Linked DNA regions of Zea mays: region 2 is linked to region 1. Evidence: chromatin contacts called from public Hi-C data. All regions are on one chromosome and are shown on one strand. The core of a region is the stretch at or near the end of the contact, and the rest is flanking DNA. Distances in the headings are between cores, read along the strand shown.

Region 1 (7,099 bases), core at 3,121-5,620:
TCCGATAGAAACGAACAAGGCCTTAGGAATTTCGAACTAGTCTTTGTACGCATTGGGATCCGTTTGGATTGATTTTCTGAATTATGGACTCAATAGATCTTTGTGTGCTCTCAAACATTCGTTGATTGAAATATTTTTGGGCTACTTAGCAAGTCTCTATTTGCGCTGGCTCGGCCCATTCCAACTGAAAAGTCATTCGAATGCCAACAAGCGGCCCGTCAACTGTTCCGAGATCGTTGCTTGCGCTGTGTGGAGGAAACCCTAGGGCCCGCCGCCTCCCACTCCCGTCCGCACCTTCTCTCTCCCTATATAACCTGACCTGCCGATGCTAAACTGACGTACCAACTTGAACCCTACCCTCCGCCGTCGTCGCCGCCTATGCCACTCTGCGCTTTATTTGCTCGGTTTTTCTTCGTCGTGCTAATCTCTTCTCCTGTTCATTAGTTTTGTGCTTCTGTGTCTTCTTTTGCCCCGCACCCTATCGTGTGAGGGATGGATTCGAGGTTTGGGCTCATGATGATTTGGATCCGAAAGGATCTTAGCGGATTTCGGTGAGGCGGATTCGTCCGCCGTTGATCGCTCTATGTTGTTACACACACTGAGGCCCTTTTGATACGTCCCTCGTATCGTTCCTTTTGGTATCCTCTCTTCGGATCCTACGTTTACGGTAAATTCGTTTGGTGCAGTGGCAATGCGATGATGATTCATATGGTTTTGGCAGTGGTTAGCCATTTGGTCACCGTGAGCCGTCAAACCAAAAAACGACTTCTCTTTCCACTGAGCATTGTGATTTTTGTGATCCTCTCCTGTTTCTCATTTTTCTGAAATGATTTGTGTTACCTTTATCGAGGTCCTAGTGCCGGATAATCTTCTGTCCTATTGATATCCAAGTGAATGGTGGAAGTTATACGGTGCAACAATTTCAAATTGTTATTACTATAAACATCTGACACCGAAATTGATACACGGTAAAGAAAACATGATGCAGTACAATTTTGTACACGGTAAAGAAAACATGATGCAGTACAATTTTGTACACGGTAAAGAAAGCATGATACAGTGGCAACACACCACGGAAAAACCGGAGCCTATGAGTTTCTGGCGTGGAAAAAAATCACACCATTTTCTGGTGGCAAAAACATGATACAGTGCCAACACCACGGAAAAACCGGAGCCATGTGATCTAGTTTTTTGAACTGCCAAGACCCTTGCCACAGATAATGCACACCATTTACTGTGGCAAAAAATTTTACCCGCAAGATAGCAAAACAAACCCACAATTCTATTTTGCGTCGTTTTGCATGTAATGGACATTGATATCAACAAATCGAGAGGACATTGATTGTTATAAACTGCATGGTGAACCTTGAATTTAGATTAGAAAAAAAGGAGTTTCTTGTGAATCATCTCTCAAATTTTAGTATCCACAACACACCTTTTAGCGATTCAGATCTTTATTTTGAAGAGAGCCCTTGCCAATTACCAAAATATAACAATTTCTCTTGGCAACAAAAGCAAAACAAATTCTTTGTATCCCACACCCATTATAAAGGTGGCAACTTGAGCAGATTTCTACACGTTAAGCGGCATCCACTCCATCTCCAACTCCAGCTCGCCGGACTCGGTGTGCTGCAGCTTCAGTGCCATCCCTTGCTTCACCTTGCCACCAGAGACCACCACGGCGCTGTCCCTGACGAGAGCGTTATCCTCGGACTTGAGCCACCGGCCGATCTGAATGTCGCCCAGCAGCTCCGGGTCGCCAAATGCTGCGGCAGCGTTGATCATTGTCTGCAGGTCGATCTCGGCCTCACCCATGAGGTCGTCCTTGGACACCATGTCATGATCGAACACTTGCTGCTTTCATTGTTGCGTGAGTGAAAGAACGGATCAAAGGGTTTGTTCAAGTTGGCATAATTATTGGGACCCTCAAAATTTAGATGGCATTATCTGTTACTGTATGTGATATATAGTAATGGTGTAGTTCATTACCAGCTTCAGAGGTCCATATTGCTGGGGAACAGAGAGCTTCAGTTCTTCATTCCAGACAGGATTCAGGTTGCCATTGATTACTGAAGTTTGTGCTTTCTGCAATCAACAAGAGGGCGCTGTAATTTGATAACAAAGTATATGTTTATTTTGTTGTGATTCTAACAAAACGACCAAAATTACCTGTTGCCCAAGTGTCAGGACGACATAAGGGTCACTGCTTGACATATCCCTGATGGCTAGGTTGGTGCCTCCAATCACCTTGACATTCAATATTCCAATGAACTCGATCATGCCGACCTGCAAAAACGAAAAAAAAGAATCACTACACCCAAATACCGGGCAACAAATTAGTGACCATACATATAGTAAATGTTCAATTTGGGCAGCCATACTTGACTCTTGGAACCATCAGAATGAGAAGCATTTCCGGCATGTTTTCCAGAGTCACTAGGCTGATGAGAAACAATGCGCAAGCTTGGCTTCAGAAATTCCTGCAGCTCATATTTAGACCTGAAACAATGGAAATACATACTTCGGTAGCTGACAACTTATGACAGGGAGAATATGGATCACGCGCTTCAATAAAAATGCCTTCTGCAGATCAAGCTTGGAAAGAAAACAAGTAGACACCAATCTTCAAAGAACTTGGCAAAATTTCTTGTGTCCATTGGGAAAAAAAAATCGTTTCCAGATAACCACAAACCTGATGAATTTTTCTCGCTCTTCCTGGGTAGAATCTGAATGTGGCTTCTGGTAGCCCTCTGGTATAAAAGCCTCATATATTGCGTTTGCCTGAGAATTCCCACCAACTTCTATCATGGAGTCAACTTCACTGTCAGACCACTTGTCCAGTGTCACTGACAGAACCTGTGTCAGATAAACATTAGGTTCATTATATGTATTAAGGACGATATTACCATGGAGTAATACTGCAGACTAACAAACAATTGCATTTTGCATGTTGTATTGCTACCTGCAAAGATGGTATCATTGCTAGCAGACAGTAATAAACTCTAAAAACAAACAAAAAAAGGAAAGAAAAATAGAAAGAAAGAAACATGTAAGGTAATTTCTGGTTTTAGTGTGTGACTACAAAAACCTTTGAAATATGTGTACCGAGACTTCTATGGACGCCAGAACATTTTACGCAAATGAATACCCCAATATTAGCTGATCTGCAAAGATAAACCTCAGTTATTTGTGTTTCTCCAGCCACAAAAGTTTGAAGCAAAGGCCTATGCATAGTATACAGACCTGGTTATGTTAAAAAGAAAAGAATGGGGAACCAAACAGAGGATTTTCCAAATTATATTGCAAGGTTATGCATGATTTATTATTGCTCTACATGTTCTACTCATATGTCTTCCACAAATGCATTGCCAGCTGCCAGGGCTGATATCCAAATGGGAGAAAAGACAGAAAGTTCAAGCAAACTGAAATTGAGCACATGGTGACCTATTCATGCTCACACAAATACTTACGCCCATTTGGGATCAGATGCACCACAGTCAGCACAAATGTGGTTTTCACTCTTTTGCAACAACTCCTTCAGTTTCGCCATCTTAGCTGGAAGGCAAAGGTGAATGTGAGTTCATAATATAAGCGAAGCTGCTGTGACCTTAATACATAATATAAGTATACTTGATAGAGAAAACTAGTGGCTGTACCATAAATGTAGCAAAAAGTGTCAAAAATTGGAAAGCCTTCAGGGAAAAAATTGCACTTGTGTTTTCGGCAGATCGTGTGTGCATTATCACGAACATATATGTATTTGCTCAAGGTTGCTACAGAATATTCCAGTGCGAGCACCAGGAATTTGTGCCATGCCACTCCGAGGTGGTCACAGAAAGCCATTTACGCATACCTGAGGTCGCAGTGTCACCATGCCCACTCATCTTGGGTGCAAGAAAGCTCGGCCGCAAATGCGTCAAATCGTACTCAATCCTGCCAAATGGATGTTGAGCACGAAAAAAACGTGAATAAAAGAAGCATGTAAATTCCAAAGTTTGAAGAATACCGTTGGGATTACTGAAAGCGGAGAGTACTTGCTTCCAAATTCCTAGCCAACGTGGCCACGCAATGCGTAGATTTTACTGTGAATTGGGACCAAGCGCAGGTGGCAGCCCAATTACTCAGAGAAGAATCGCGAATCGCAAGTCTACACAGCGCCAACTACCCCATGCGATTCAGCATCGGAGAAATCAGGAGCCCAAACGAACGCGATTGATGGGGACGAATGCGCCACAGATCAGGGGTACCCAAATGATGAAAGAAGTGTATAATTGCTTACCGAGAGAGAGCGACTGCCGGATCAGCTCCGACTCCTTTGCCCCTTCCTACGCGATGGGTTCAGGATGCAGCTCTGAGAGCCCGAGATCTTCCTCCGCTCCCTCCGTTCACCTCCCCTTCCCTCCCCTCTGATCACTAGAACTAGAACAGGTGGTCCACGTGGCCTGGTCGGCTGTTCACACGTGCCACAGGAGGCTGACGGTCTGGCCCATGTGCAGGGTTTTTTTATTATTCTCGGGGCAAATTGCAAACTTGCAAGACTACCATTTTCCTGCGAAAACGGACAAAAAATCCGGTTTCATATACGATATTCTGTTTTTATCCATACGTTTTCGTATTTGTGGAAAAAAAAACGATAACGAAACGGGATGTTATCTTATGTATATGTAATTTCGTGGTTTATGATTAAAGAATGTTGATGAAAAAAGTATTGCCTTTGCGCAACATGTTGATCTTTAAAAACATATGTTTTTTTTTGCTAACTTTTAAACTTGTGAAGTTGTTATTTATAGTGTCCTAAACTCTTAATATTGGAGTTTGTTGAGTGATTGCATAATATTGTATATTTCGGACAAAGTTTTCGGTTACTATCCGTTTTTGTTATATATCCATTCGTTTTAATCCGTTTTTGTGTAATCATATATTGCACAACCGTTTTCGTTTCTGGCACCGCTCCCGCTTCCGCTCCCGTTTTCAATAAAAAATATGGTAACATAAATATGAGTGGAGTTTTTCCGATCGTTTTGGTTCAATTCATCCCTAATTGTGACGTTCATGCCCCATCCCACCCCAAAACTTTTCTTTAAACACTGGCGCTAAGAAATCCGAAAGAATTCGGATGTTTGCCACATGACGTAACACCGACATTGGCACTTTGTCAGTAAGTTTATTGCAATTTGATTTTGTGTCTTTGATGCGCGATGACGTGGTTATATAGAGTTTAAGGTCCCTCGCGATGTAACATGAATTCTAAAAGGTTGTATCTGGAGATGCCATTGAGGTCCCGATTTAGAATTAATCTATTAAAAGATAGGAATATAAACGAGTAAACAAGGACATAGAAACATTTTTCATCCCCGTTTTCTATGGGTATTAGTTAAGCTTGCACGTGACGATGTTTTCGTGTAATAGTTAATGATATAAATAAATAATTACTTTGTCAAGAGATCTCTTATTTTACACATATATTCATTTTAATGTACACATAATAATTTTTACATCTAATCTAACAATGTATATAAGTAACAATATTTTACATTAATAACAAAAAACACACGTTCTAATTTTAATTGAAGTGAGGATGAGGATCCCGTCGGCCTCGCGAGGTCGATGATGGAGAATAAAATGTCTCCCACAAGCGTCCATTGAGATCCCCGCTGAGAAATTTCATCCGGGAACGAGAATGAGAAGCTATTCCCCAACAGGGAATTTTACGTTGCCATGCCTAGTTGTATCCAACCCTAATATAACACCCTGAATTTAGGGGTATAAAATTTTTTCTTCAATATCTACCAAATTCAGATGTTACCTCTTGTCTCTCTCTAGACTTCTCCTCCCTTTTTATTAGAATGAGGGATTAACTATTTATTTAATATAGCAAAATCTATGTGAGTCATGAAATGTTGCATCGCGCTGAGCCTAAATTATTTTTTTTGTTTGATGCACATGTTTGAATTATTTGAATTGAACTGGGTTTGAATTTGATTTGAAATCCATAGAGAAAATTAAAAAGAAAAGCATTTGGAAACTTCTAGGAAAATAGGAAAACCGTCTTTGGCCCGTTAAGACCAGCTCCGCCCAGCTGCCCCCCCCCCCGCTCCGCCTGACAGGTGGGTCCCACCAGTCAGCATCAGCCGCGCTCGCACACTCTCTTTCTCTCTCCCTGCCCGGTGGGGCCGACTGTAACACCCTGAATTTGGGGTATAAAATTTCTTTTCTAAAATCCACCAAATTCAGGTGTTACTCTCTCATTTCCTTACTTTCCTTCTTTTTTTTCTAAATAATGAAGAGTTATTTTATTATATATATAAGTTTTAGCGTAGTAAAATAGAATCCTAGAGAAGCTTCGATTGTTGCATTCATGCCATTGCATAGTGTTTGAGTGCAAATTATTATCGTAACAGGTTAAAATATATCGAGGATATTCCCAAGAGTTGTTGGAATCCTCGGAACGTTTCCTCGGGTATTAAATATGAAATTGATTTTTTTTCTAATATTATTTAAATAACTAAAATTTAGCATTTGCGAAAAACTATAAAATTCTGGAAACTCGATAATATATGTATATATTTTCCTCTCATCGAGTCCGTTCTAGATCTCATATCCTTTTCGCGGGATCGTTAAAACATCTCTCCTCGCAAACGTCGTGCTACTCGTGTCTACCCCGTCGTCTATCCTTGGCGTCTACCCTCGGTATGTTACCCTGTCTAATCCTATGTCTATCCTCCATCTAGCTTCGCTTTCGTCTACCGTTGGTACTCCCAGTCGTCGCTTCACACAATTACTCCATCCTTTTTAGTCATCACTTGACAACCGCCTCTCTCGTCTAGTCATGTCGTGATCCGCAGCGAAATTGGCAACCACCTCTCGTGCCCTATTTTTATATATAGGTACCCCTGCCATTGCCTAATCGCTTGTCACTTCGTCCTCAGATCCAAATCAGGTAGCAGCGGTTATTGGTCATCGCGTACGCAGGTGAGTCTCTCGTCCCTCCCTTTGACGTCCTCTCCCCTTTAGCGTGCTGTGTCGTAGGCCCCTGGCCGCGGTCCTCTCGCCCCTCCTCTTCTCCATTGCGCGCAGCGGCCCGGCAGCCCGATGTCCT
Region 2 (7,396 bases), core at 1,200-3,699, 260 kb after region 1:
GGATCTTGATAATAGTAGGTCGACTATTTTAGTAGCTTCACGATGAAGTTGCTTGAGGAAGGTTTTGATCTTTGTGCACATCTGCTAGCTCTGCGACGGTACCATTTCATGGAAATATCTGACTAGGAAGATTCCTTTATTGCTCAATTTATCTTAAGGAGTAAGGTAATGATGTAATGTTTGTTTATCATAGTATTTTAGCTATAGGTCATGCTTTTTTGTCAACCTGTACGAGTCCACTCAATTTTGAACTTCTCCCATGCAGAAATGGTCATTTGTTAAATCTGAGCAGAAAAGATCAGAAATCCAAGGGCTTATGGAATTGGTATTGCAGAGATCTTCATGTGATTTGGATCCTTATAAGGAAAGATAATTTATATACATGAGGGAGCCACCTATTGATTCTTTTGATGTCTCTACATGTGGTAATAGTTTCATCTGAGATTGTCTCTACCTACTATATATGCAGCTTGTTTACTAAAAAAGTTCTATTTCTCAAATTGCTAACTACTTGATTCTTTACTACTAGGTCTTGATTTACTGGATGACATCTTGTTGGGTTATAAAGCTGAATGGCCAATGAATATTGGCATTACAGTGGACGCACTGAAAATACATGCTAAAATATTATGAATGTTCTCTACCGCAGTTGCTGTGGAGGAAGTCGGCAGCGCGGCTATGGTCGCTGAGAAGAAGGTCGTCGCGGCTGTGTAGCTTGTCGCCTTTGCTGCGCACAAGGCGGGCTACGCCGCGGATGCTGTCTGTTTGTATTACTTTTGGTTGGTTGCATTAAGTGTTGTACTGTGTGTTTGGTAATGCAGTTACTTTTGTATTCAGTGAACTGTTTGGTAATGCAGTTCCTTTTGTATTTAGTGAATTGTGTGGTACTGCGTACACACTGTAGTTCCTTTTGTATTAAGTGTAGTAGTGATGAGGTAATGCATTGCACTTGTGCTACTTAGCTAAATCTATGTACTTGTGCCTGTTGTGGCTAAAAAGCATATGTTTAAGAAAAAACTGCTTTATGTGAATGAGGTACTAGCAATATGTGTACATTGTGGCTCTAAATGGCTACGTCCGTGTACTTATGTTTATATGAAATTTGAAATAACTGTTGAGGCTATTTTCTCAGTACTACTGAGGCTGTTTATAGTTTCTCGGAAACTATTCTTCAGTATCTCGGGAACTTTTGTTCAGTTTCCACTGAACTATTTTTAAGTTTCTCAGGAACTAGAGACTATTTTCTCATATTTTCTTATGAACTATTGTATAGTTTCTCAGGACCTATTCTTCAGTTTCTTAGGAACTATTGTTCAATCTCTCATAAACTATTTTTCTGTTTCTCACGAACTATTGTTGAGTTTGTCTTAAACTATTGTATAGTTTCTTAGAAATAAATATTGTTCAGTTTCATAGAAATCTGAAATAACTGCAGATTCAAGTGACTATTTTCATAGAAATATAAAATAACTGCATATTTAAGTGACTATTTTCACATAAATCTGAAATAATTGCAGTTCATAGATTACAAGGGAAATAGAGGAGTATTTTCACTAGAAGCAGTGCTTGAGATCACTGAATGAATTATAGACTATTTTCACTAGAGAACAGTAGTTCATTTCACAAATTACAGTTTCAAACAAGTTCACGTATCGGTACACACTGCACTTCACATATTACAATTTCAGTGGCCAGATTACACTTTCTTCTTCTTCAGGGTGATTTTTAACTAAACATCTAACAATGCGTGGAGACGACGTTGCTCCTGCTGAAATAGTACTACCATCTTCTGTCGTAGCAATCTGTTATGAGACAACCCCAGCCCTCCAGTCACCACTTCTTCAATCCTTGTCATTGATGTCGGTACCAGTCCTTGAGTAACTTCGGCTCTTGAATTAGGAACCACTTCATCAGTATGTTCTTGCATCAGGAACCACTTCATCAATATGTTACTGTCATATAGCCCGAAGCTCTTTAGGAACCACTTCATCAGTATGTTGCCCGTGAACTATCTCGTGTACATGCAACCTATAGAGCATAATGGAATTAAATAGTTGTGACCTCACCACATAAGAATCTAACTAGATATATGCTCGTGTGTTGCTATGATAAATTACATTAATATACAAAAAATATTATAATTTATAATATTAACTCCGTAGCAACGCACGGGCATATACCTATTATATATATATATATATATATATATATATATATATATATATATATATATATATATATATATATATAAAATCTAAGAGGTGCAACGAACAAGTGATAAAAAATGGCCGTGGCAAATGCAGGATGCTACAGGACCACTGTAGCGAGATAAGTTCGAGCATGACACTGACGGAAGAACCGAGACAGGTATGCCATGGCCAGTTGGCCACCCGAAGACGAAACCACCACAAATGTCACCCTCAAAATTTTCTCCGGAAAGAAAGTAAGGGAAACCGGTCAGAGACCACAAAAGTTTCCATGGTGCCTTGACGCTGATCATTCTCGGCGGCGAGTCCAGCTACAATCTGTGAGGCGGCGGCGGCGGCAAGAACTTGACAAGGACACCAAGCCTAGCCTGGCCAGCTGGCCTGAAAGGTGGATGATGACAACAGGAACAGTCACCTATTCCATGCTGATCTAGCGGCAAGCATCCACCTCCTCTGCGGTCTCCCCTCCGAATCTCCGATGGGTCCCCGGGGGCGACACGTACGCCGATCCGGTCCAGTGCGGAAACGAACCTCCACCGGCGGGGAAGCTCAATACAGGCACGATGCATCCAGGCACAAATCGATCGATTTAGAAACAAGAATCAAAGGTGTGCGAGCCGAGAGACGAACACGAGAGCAAATCCTTCCTTAATATTCATGGACAGCGCAACGCTGACCTGCAACAACCGAAGCCGACCACAGGCATCCGCAAGACAGCAAGTGAAGCTCAGATCGGCGAACTGCGGCCTTCTGCGCTTCGCCTAGGAGCCTACGGAGTACTGAGAACAGAGCAGCGGAGGATCATGGCACACCTTCAATTCTTGCGGCGCCAGAAGCAGCGGAGCTTGAGCCGGCGCGCTAGGACATTGGCGATCGCGACGGCAGCGGCGGCAGCCGCGGCGGCGTCAGCGACGGGGTCGAGCTGGCCTCCCGTGACGACGCGGCTGCCGATGAGGCAGGCGACGAGGAGAAGGGGCAGGCACCAGAGCACGAAGTCGAGCACCGAGTCGAGGTCGACGTCCCAGTCCCACTCCCACACCCTCAGCATGGCCATTGGGAGTCCGAAGCCGGAGGAGGCAAGCACGGACGGAGCTGGACTGGACGAGCGAGCGAGGACGCTGAGAAGGGAGGGAAAAAAAGAGGAAAGGTGTGGAACGAGCGAGCAGCTAGAGCGGCGGCAGCTGGATCAAGGTGGAGAATCGCTGCGGCTGGACTGCGGCGGATATGGATCGGCGCAGGCCGGCGGAAAAAAAAGGTGGCTGGGGTTTTGCGATTGCAGCAGCGGGGAGAGACGTGTTTGTAATCGATCGTGTGGTCTCGTGGTCGGCTGATCCCCGCGCGCGCAGGCGCAGGCAGCCCCTCCCCGTCCCGTCCGAGGCGCAGAGCAAGGATTCGCCCCGACATGGACCCGTCAGAGGGCCGGAGGCGTGAGCTGAAACCGGCATTGTCGGCCGAGTGCGCTGTCCGCTTCCGGTTGCCGAGTTGAGCGACGGGGGAGTCGGGGGAGGAGATGGATAGGTCCGCCCCCGAAGAAGAAAAAAAAAAGGGACGCGGGCGGGAAAGGGGAAAGCTTCCTCCATTCCGGCGCGGCCGCGGGCTACCTCGCTCCACGCTACCAACCATCCGTTGCTGCTCAGCGCTAGTCAGTAGCGACGAGGAGTCTACGCGGACTAGACATGACACCACTAGCAACCGCTAACTACAGGTCCACAGTAAGGTAACCTCGGCTCTAATCATCGTTGATTTCTGCCGCATGTGCACTACTTTCCTTAACATGTCTATCAAACGCTGCATCCTAAGTCTCATCTAAATAATTTTTTTCCATCTTTCATGAAACCCTCTTAATCTGTCTTCTAATTAAATCATTGCTATATTATCATACATGCTTATGTTGTGCCAAGACAATTGATAGTGAAGTAGGGTTTTCGTCGGCTTAGCGGCCTCTACCCAACATGGGATTGGAAATACATTTTTGGTCAAAAAGATATTTTACACATGCTACTTGTAAGTCAGGACTTTCGATATCTGACTTAAAATTTTATCATGAATGAATGAGTATGCTAAATTGGAAGTACGTGGTTCACGATGGAATTGCTGAGAGCGCCGGACTGTCCGGTGGCACACCGCCGGACTGTCCGGTACACACCAGGGAACAGTAGCCTAACAGTTAGTTCCTGGTGGCACTATGACGGAGAGCCACCGAACTGTCTGGTGTGACACCGGACTGTCGAATGCAAGGCTGACAACGCTAAAGATCAACTCTAACTGACAGATCCAACAGCTAGTGGTGCACCGGACAGTGCACCGGTGTTATGATCACGCTATTAAGCAACATGTTACAACCACCAAGTCATAGTACATCAACTCAAGAACAACCAACATCATCACCAGCCCAAGTCTTTGATGGACCAATTACACGTAGCCGAGCTAAGAAGCTACAGCAAGAGGTGCACGCGCTACTTTATGAATTTCAATTAAACACTAATGAAAACTTTATGCTACCTAAGTCGTGTATGTTGATATTACTTAGGTTTACCAAAGAGGAAGGACAAAACATATCAAGGACGAGTCAACAAGAAGAGCTATGTCCGAGTCAGTCCAGCGCAATAGAACCGTCCAGAAGAAACAGTCATATCTTTTGATTCCCAAAAGCTATGAAGGCCCATAAGTACTTTTTGGAAAGCTCTTGAAGTCTAGATTCCAATGCTTCTAAAGCCGACTTAATCAAATCTACCAGAAAGTCAGCCGACCTACTTTAGTGCTGACTGTTCAGAAGGTCAACAATCTGCTTGATGACAAAGTTTTCGTATTAAACTGCATCATTCTACGAAGTTTCATTAAACATGCTATATATGGTGAGAAAGCTTATCAAGTTAGCTTTTCAATGCAACCAGTCCCACGTCATTTGAAGATTCTTAGAAGAAGTTATTATCAAAATACTGAAGGCTGCGCAGAAGTCAAACAGCCACACGGAAATTAGCTCTGCAGATCTCCCGAAGAGGCTCCTTTACATTAGCACGTGAAAATAGTTTTGTTTCGTGTTTATACCTCACTAAGGCTAGTTGTTACTAGTATAAATACCCCCCTATGTCTATGATGTAAGGCAACTTATGATAATCTAAAACAGAACCTCTTTGTTCAGCTGTGTGCTAACAAATATTGAGAGTGATCTCTATCCCTTTGCTCTTGTGAATTCCTTCGCGGGATTGTAGAAGTGGCGGCTTCATCCGCTCCCAATTGGTGCTCCTACTCCCTTCGAGGTCTCCTTGATTGATTGTAGGTTGTGTTGGTTGGTTCTTTGAGAGTGTGGTTGGGCGAATCCTCGATTCAGGCTGCCGGTTAAAGACGGTGGTTGGCTTCGAGTTTTATTTGTCAGGTTGCACTAGTTATTGCTGCTTGCAGCAAGTTATCTTGGCTTCTTTGAAGCTAGTTATCTGAAGATTGATCCTACGTCGTGAAGATCGGGCATCGTGACGCATCATCTGGTATTAAAGCCTCAGTTGCCACGGTAGGATTCTTTACCCTTAGCTACATATATTTTGTGTTCGTCCTATCCACCAAAGGCCATAAATATATTTTTGCCATAGCCCTTTGTTTCAATCTGTTGTTCCAGTGAGTTTTGTTAAGTTTCAGTCCTTAGAGTCTTTGTTTAATTGCTGGTCACTCTATCCTTTGTGTTTCCTTTGAGCCTCTTATATATACCTGAAAATATCCACAAAAAGAAAAATCTGAAAACCCTCATCATTTCCTTCGCGTTAACTTTGATTCTATTTAAGTTATAGCTGCTGGTTGAGTTCTTTGTTAAGTATTATAAAGTGTGCAATATCATATCAGATCTCTGTGTTTAGTTCTATAAAAAAAGAGTATCAAAAAAAGAGAAGAAAGGAAAGTACCAAAGAAAAGTGTTGAACAAGATTCTGAAAGAAAAGTAGAACAATCAGTTTGTTTATATGCACAAGTGCTGAAAATTTTATCAAGTTGTTCAACCAGTTTGCTATTGTCTTTTGGTGCAAAATTTTTGTTGGATCTGATTGCAACACTTGCATTCCAATCATACTCCTCGATTTGCATCAAATCTGAAATTTCTTTGCGCGTGTGTTTGATCTACTTCCATCACTCGAATCTTGTGGTCAGCACTAGGCAGTGAACTTCTAGTTGGATTGTTATTTAACTTTACAACAACTAGGATTCAGATTGCATTCCTTGTTTACTATTACCCACCAAGCTCCACATATAAGCCATCGTAATCGGTACTCTGGTCTTGTATTCGCTTAACCATCACTTTCTTGTTACCACCACACATTTTTCTTGCAACCCGTAGGGACCTCATAAGAGCTTTGGTTGGTAAGAGTGGTGAGGTTGTGAGATTCTATATAGCTTCATATTCCACCTATATTTGTTGCCTTGTCGCCACTAATTTCGCAGGAAGATGGATCCCAACGTTGAGATTGAAGAATGTGTCACCATGATACAATTCAATGAGCTCAAACAAAGCATAGAAGCCAAGCAAGATCTGTTGGCACAAGATCTTTAGACACTTATGTCTGAAATCAGAGGTCGTCGTCGACTCCCTGACGGTGTAAGAAACCATGATGAAGATGGGGAAGAAGGTGAAGGAAATTATTCTAGAAGGGCAAGTGAACATGGGAGGAGAAATCAAGGTGCTGCACGTGGTAGAGGAAGAGGTCGGAATCGAAGAAATGATGACAATGAGGAATCTGAATTTGGGAATGAGGATGATCAGTCCCAACATCGCTATGGTCGTCGTCATCATAGAGGCATCAACCAAGAAGAGAGATTTGGGAAGCTTAAGTTTACCATGCCAAAGTTTGATGGTAGATCTGATCCTGAAGATTATTTCACATGGGAATTGAAGGTGGAGAAAATCTTCCGCCTACATAATTATTCAGAGGAGAAGAAACTTGCAATGGCATCTCTTGAGTTTGAAGGATATGCTCTGATTTGGTGGGAGCAACTTCTTCGTGATCGTGAAGAAGATGGAGAGGACCCTATTATTACTTGGCAAGAGATGAAGCGAGAAATGAAAATTCGTTTTGTACCGAGGCATTATCGGCGTGATCTTTTTGATAAATTGCAGAATCTGAGGCAAGGAAGTTTCTCTGTTGAGGAGTATTATAAGGAGATGGAGAAGGCCATGATTAGAGCCAATGTGTATGAAGACAAAGAGC

The links. A called contact is a pair of places that touch in the nucleus more often than the background predicts.
Region 2: a contact with region 1 is called in a Hi-C map of leaf, with 8 times the contacts expected there. The contact joins the promoter of LOC100501171 here to the promoter of LOC100382772 in region 1. A contact is called at or near these places in 8 of 25 Hi-C or Micro-C datasets (bundle sheath, ear, endosperm and 2 more).

The regions. Positions count from the first base shown.
Region 1 is chr5:121,034,587-121,041,685 of Zm-B73-REFERENCE-NAM-5.0, forward strand. LOC100382772 (putative calcium-dependent lipid-binding (CaLB domain) family protein) reads right to left here and starts at 4,371. Exons shown (of 9, transcript NM_001175481.1): 1 at 4,280-4,371; 2 at 3,854-3,933; 3 at 3,471-3,555; 4 at 3,089-3,164; 5 at 2,693-2,856; 6 at 2,382-2,499; 7 at 2,170-2,286; 8 at 1,990-2,085; 9 at 1,380-1,854. The coding sequence starts at 3,884. The coding sequence ends at 1,573. It overlaps LOC111589440 (small nucleolar RNA R11/Z151), which reads left to right and starts at 508; the gene lies at 508-607. It overlaps LOC111589441 (small nucleolar RNA Z152/R70/R12), which reads left to right and starts at 691; the gene lies at 691-786.
Region 2 is chr5:121,292,657-121,300,052 of Zm-B73-REFERENCE-NAM-5.0, forward strand. LOC100501171 reads left to right here and starts at 2,450. Exons shown (of 1, transcript NM_001195963.1): 1 at 2,450-3,793. The coding sequence starts at 3,011. The coding sequence ends at 3,538. It overlaps LOC103626832 (a long non-coding RNA gene), which reads right to left and starts at 3,653. Exons shown (of 2, transcript XR_553179.2): 1 at 3,020-3,653; 2 at 1,463-2,028.